2 separate regions of the Ovis canadensis genome follow, and region 1 is linked to region 2. Evidence: chromatin contacts called from public Hi-C data. All regions are on one chromosome and are shown on one strand. Each heading gives the region's core, a stretch centred on a gene start, on an enhancer-like site or on the middle of the called end of the contact. The rest is flanking DNA. Distances are from core to core; before and after follow the strand shown. Region 1 holds the start of JAG1 (jagged canonical Notch ligand 1). Region 2 overlaps SLX4IP (SLX4 interacting protein).

Region 1 (2,700 bases), core at 86-2,585, 120 kb before region 2:
ACATTATCATTAAAAAGCTGTTAAAATGCCAGTATTCCTAAACCGTTCTTGGTGATTCTGAACCAGTGTAAAGAGGTCAGTTAGCTGCCTTGTTTTATTTTCTAGCCTGATGAGAGCAAGTAGTGAAAATACTGTCCGTATCGACCCACCCACAAATAACCACAATTAACTATCCTTTTATTCTCTTTTAACACAGGAGCTTGGAAAATATTTTCCCTTGACCCTTGCAGCCCATCGTGGCCAACAGCTTCTGAGGGTTTGAGCCACGATCTGACTCCTAAATAGTCACGCTTTCCCGTAGAACGTACCCCACATAGGGGTCAAAACTTGGTGCACCTTTCAGGGGAAATCGATCTTTTCCCTAAAGAGATCCCCTCCAACACAGCAGCAGGTCCCCCCAGAAAGGGGCTGGTAGAGGCGTTGGGCAGGTTTCCTTTGACCTTGGTTGTGACCTCGAGTATCGCTGTTTCCACTGATACCCCAGAGAAGCCCAGTTGTGCTGCTGGGCGACGGCGGGGAGACAGTGTCTCCCAGGCTGGGCTCGGGCCACCCAGAGCGGCTCCGAGGCCGCCTACAGGTGCAATCCCGGCACTGCGTCCCGGGCGGCGGGGCGGGTAGGCGCGAGCCCCAGGGCTCCGGCCTCGCCGCCGGCCGCTCGCCGAGCCTGCGCGGGGTCCTCGCCCCCCTACCCCGCCGACCTCCCCGCCTCCGCCTCGGCGAGGTTGGAGAAGGAAGCCGGGGGCCCTCCCGGGCTCCGCAGACTCGGATTTGGGCGGCAGCGGGGCGCGGCCGAGGCTTCCCCTCGCCTCTGCGGCCAGCCCGGCTCCGGGAAAGTTTTCCCAAGTTCCCAGCAGCGCCGGCCCAGGTCGCCTCCGCGGGGCGAGCAGCCGGCGGCCCGCGCGCCAGCCCCGCCGCCGCCAGCCGCGCGCTCCGGGCGACGCGCTCGCTCGCTCTCGGGGAGCGGGCCCGGCGCCTGGGGCGAAGCCGCAGCTGACGCAGGCGGCTCGGAAGGCGGAAGCCGCCCCGCTCCGACCGCTCCGCAGCGCCGCGGCGCCTACACCCCGACGTGCAGCCCGCGGCTCACTGCCCAGAGCGCCCGAGGGGGCGGTCTGCGCGGGGCCCGCGCGCCCCCGAACAACAGAGCCTTCACGTCCCCTAGCGCTCCGCCCGCTCCCGCCAGGCCCGAACGCCCGCAGGTTGGGGGGGGTCTCCACCGGCACCAAGCACCCGCGCCGCCCCGCGCGTCGCGGAGCCCCCGGGCCCTTCCCCGTTCCCCCCAGCGCCGGGGGCGTGGCGCTGGTGGGCACGCCCCTCATGAATATGAACGGGCGCATGCGCCGGCCCCGCGCGCTGGGTAGAGGTGGCTAGCCCGGGCCGCGGCTCCCAGACCGGCTCCCTGAGTCCCTCTCCGAGAGCCGGGCGGGCGGGCGGGCACGCGTCATTGTGCTACCTGCGGCTGGTCCGCGAGCTGGGCTCTGGCTTTTTTTTTTTCTTCCTCCCCTCCCTCCCTCCTCTTCAAGCAGCTGATCCGAAAGGGAATAAAAGGCTGCGCATAATCATAATAATAAAAGAAGAGGAGCTCGAGAGAAGGAAAGAAAGCCAGGAGGTGGAAGAGGAGGGGGAGCGCCTCAAAGAAGCCGTCAGAATAATAAAAGGAGGCCGGGCTCTTTGCCTTCTGGAACGGGCCGCTCTTGAAAGGGCTTTTGAAAAGTGGTGTTGTTTTCCAGTCGTGCATGCTCCAATCGGCGGAGTATATTAGAGCCGGGACGCGGCGGCCGCAGGGGCAGCGGCGACGGCAGCACCGGCGGCAGCACCAGCGCGAGCAGCAGCGGCGGCGGCGTCCCGAGTGCCCGCGGCGCGCAGCGCAGCGATGCGGTCCCCACGGACGCGCGGCCGGCCCGGGCGCCCCCTGAGCCTCCTGCTCGCCCTGCTCTGCGCCCTGCGAGCCAAGGTAGGAGCCCGCCGGGCCTCCCTCCCCGGCCCGCCCTCTCCTTCCCCTCGCGGCTGTCCTGGACGCCTGCGGTTGAGCGTCTGGAGCGGGCTTCGGAGCCCGGGGCTCCGGCTCCCGCCTGGGCCCCTACGCCCGGTAGGCTGCCCCTGGACCAGGGGGACCCCCGGGCTCCCTAATGTACCCTCCAGGCTAGGTAGAACGCGCGTTCGCGCTGCTCCTGTTCCCAGGGGACCGTCGTGTCGGATTGTTCCCACACTCGAGCCTCTTAAGCCCGGGAATCGCGTTGAGTCCTTGCACCCAGTTTTGCAAAATGAGTTTCACTTGGCGCCAAGGGCTCGTCGGGGAGGGCGGGGAGGGAGTAGCCGCTTCCACCCTCGAAGAAAACAACTTTCCCCTGCGCTGACCTCTCTCCCTCCCTCGCCGGCAGGTGTGCGGGGCCTCCGGGCAGTTCGAGCTGGAGATCCTATCTATGGAGAACGTGAACGGGGAGCTTCAGAACGGGAACTGCTGCGGCGGCTCCCGGAACCCGGGGGACCGCAAGTGCTCCCGCGACGAGTGTGACACGTACTTCAAAGTGTGCCTCAAGGAGTACCAGTCGCGCGTCACGGCCGGGGGGCCATGCAGCTTCGGCTCGGGGTCCACGCCTGTCATCGGGGGCAACACCTTCGACCTCAAAGCCAGTCGCGGCAACGGACGCAACCGCATCGTGCTGCCTTTCAGTTTCGCCTGGCCGGTGAGTGGCGGCCGGG
Region 2 (2,700 bases), core at 158-2,657:
TAGACAAGACTCAGAAAGTATTAAATATATATAAAAAAATCACTACCTAAAAACTTTGGTTCATCAAATGACATCATTAATAAAATAGATATGTATGTCACAGACTGGGAGAAAATATTCATAAATGCATATGAATGAGATAAAGGACTGGTGCCCAAAATATGTAAAAACTACTCCTACAAATTGATGTTAAAAAAACAACTCAAGTTTGAACAGATACTTCATGACAAAGATAAACAACTGGTGAATAAGCACATGGAAAAGTGTCCAACATTATCATTCATCAAGTAAATGCAAATTAACACTCACTACCAAGTGGCACAACTACATTCCTAACACAGTGCCAGCAGGGATAAAGACTGGCGCGTGTCACACGTAGGTTAGGATGGGAGCGACCCACACTCACACACTGCTTGCTAGTGGAAACGGAAAATGGATCAACCACCTTGGCAAATGTTTGTCTGCTCCCTATAGTTAAACAAATTTATTTACCATCTGAGCCAGCAATTTTACGTCAGGTATTCATCTGCAAGACATGAAAATGTGCACACGGAGGCATGTATACAAATGTGCATGAAAGTTTTAATTTCGAGAGTCGAAATGGAAGACAACCCAGAAGTCTCTCACCAGGAGAATATATTAATACAAATTGTGATATATTTCAAAGCACTGACCGGCTCAACATGGAATGATCTCAGTAACACAGCGCTGAGCAAAGTGAGGCTAAAATGAGAACTGTATGGCTCCATTTATATGAAGTCCTAGGAAAACAAGTTTAAATCCATGGTCAAAATAATCAGCACAGTGACTGCCTGGGCAGAGACTGACTGGTGTGGTGGGGATGGGATTGTTCTGTCTTGTGACACAAGTAAAATCAGTTCATTTCACTGCACACATCAATAATACACCATTTTAAAAATACTGTGTAAAGATACATTCAAGTTTGTTGACAGTTACTTTAAATGCAAATATTATGTCCCTGAAAATGTGTGGGAATAAGTGAACTTTGGTCTGGGTCATAAATCGTGAAGTAAGATAAAAGATGGTCTCCCGCAATGTCAAACAGCACAGTGTTACCCACAGAATTACAGTTTAATGGCTTGCAATCAGCATTTTAAGGAAACAGAAATGGGATAAAAGCTATCAGTGTGTCACATGGTAAAGTTAAGTCTTGTTTTGTGAAACTTAAGTATGAGTGTACTGAGTTATGATATAAAGCCTAATTTTTACTGTGGGCTGTGGTCAAAAAGGTTTGAAAACCATATCCAAATATGTTCTTTTAAATGTTTCTTCTCTGTTATCAATCTAACCTTTAAGGAATATGCTGCCACCCGGTGGAGGTAGCATGCCACAACCGCAGGATCTCAGCTGGGGGCTATTAACCTTCACGCGACGTAGACCTCCTGGGTCGCGGCAAAGCTGATGAAACCTGCCCAGAAGAATGTTTTTAATGCTTGGAGACACAGTGCACATAACTAAACAGAAAACCAATTACACTGAAGTACAGTTATTCACGTTTTGAAAATTTGTGATACAGCAATGGATATACTTGCTCAATAAAGCACTGGCTATTACTATACTTTGGTCACCTGACACAGAGCCGACTCATGGGAAAAACACCCTGATGCTGGGAAAGATTGGGGGCAGGAGGAGAAGGGGACGACAGAGGATGAGACGGTTGGATGGCATCACCGACTCAATGGACTTAGGTCTGAGTAAACTCTGGGAGTTGGTGAAGGACGGGGAGGCCTGGCGTGCTGCAGTCCATGGGGTCGCAAAGAGTCGGACACAACCTAGCGACTGAACAGTAACAATCTATAAATCCAAAGCAGTGACGAACACATGATATTTTCAGATATCTGCCACAATTATAATATAATATGGGAAGAGCTGTGATTCCTAATGGTAACAGATACCACTAATACTACCGTCTTCTGAAAACTTCATTCATAATAAAAACAAAATTTATTAGAACTCAGTCAAAATAAGGATGTAACTTTTCTCCCATGGAAGCTCAGTGCCCTCTGAATCCTCTCATGGGCTGCCGGGGCTCCAGAGACCCCAGAACAAGAGCCCCTCCAAAGAGGGCAGACGTGCCTCACACATTCTACCCGGTCTCCTGTGAGCGTTCCGCCCGACTGCTCCATCAAGCTAAGTTCTCTGCTATCCCTTTGTCATCAGCAAGGATGATTTTCCAAAAAAAAAAAAAAAAAAAAGCGATGGTTTTATACACTGGAATATTACACAGCCATTAAAAAGAATGAGATAATGCCATCTGCAGCAACATGGATGGACCTGGAGAGTGCCATGCCGAGTGAAGTGAGTCAGACAGGGAAGGAGGACTATCATGAGATCCTTTATATGCGGAATCTAAAAAGAAATGATGCAAATAAGCTCACAAAACAGAGACGCACAGTCTTAGAGAAGGATCTTAAGGGTACCAGGGGATGGGGGTGAGGGATAGTCAGGGAGTTTGGGACAGACATGTGCACACTGTGATATTTAGAATGGCTAACTAACAAGGACCCACTGTATAGCACACAGAACTTTGCTCAATGTTATGTGGCAGCCTGGATGGAGAGGCGTTTGGGGGAGAATGAAGATATGTATATGTCTGGCTGAGTCTCTTTGCTGCTCACCTGAAATTATCACAACATTCTTAATTGAGTATACCCCAATACAAAATAAAACATTAAAAAA

Evidence for each region. A called contact is a pair of places that touch in the nucleus more often than the background predicts.
Region 1: a contact with region 2 is called in a Hi-C map of fibroblasts, with 3 times the contacts expected there. The contact joins the promoter of JAG1 here to the enhancer-like site in region 2. A contact is called at or near these places in 2 of 2 Hi-C or Micro-C datasets (fibroblasts and lung).

What each region holds. Positions count from the first base shown.
Region 1 is chr13:19,132,193-19,134,892 of ARS-UI_OviCan_v2, reverse strand. It overlaps JAG1 (jagged canonical Notch ligand 1), which reads left to right and starts at 1,335. Exons shown (of 26, transcript XM_069547091.1): 1 at 1,335-1,951; 2 at 2,379-2,684. The coding sequence starts at 1,871.
Region 2 is chr13:19,012,303-19,015,002 of ARS-UI_OviCan_v2, reverse strand. All of the region lies in intron 2 of SLX4IP (SLX4 interacting protein), which reads right to left. Among named protein-coding and RNA genes, the nearest start is that of JAG1, 120 kb to the left of the region's middle. Within about 2 kb of position 1,407, the one cell type or tissue checked has open chromatin away from gene starts, as enhancers often do. A contact at or near this core is called in fibroblasts, where this site is marked.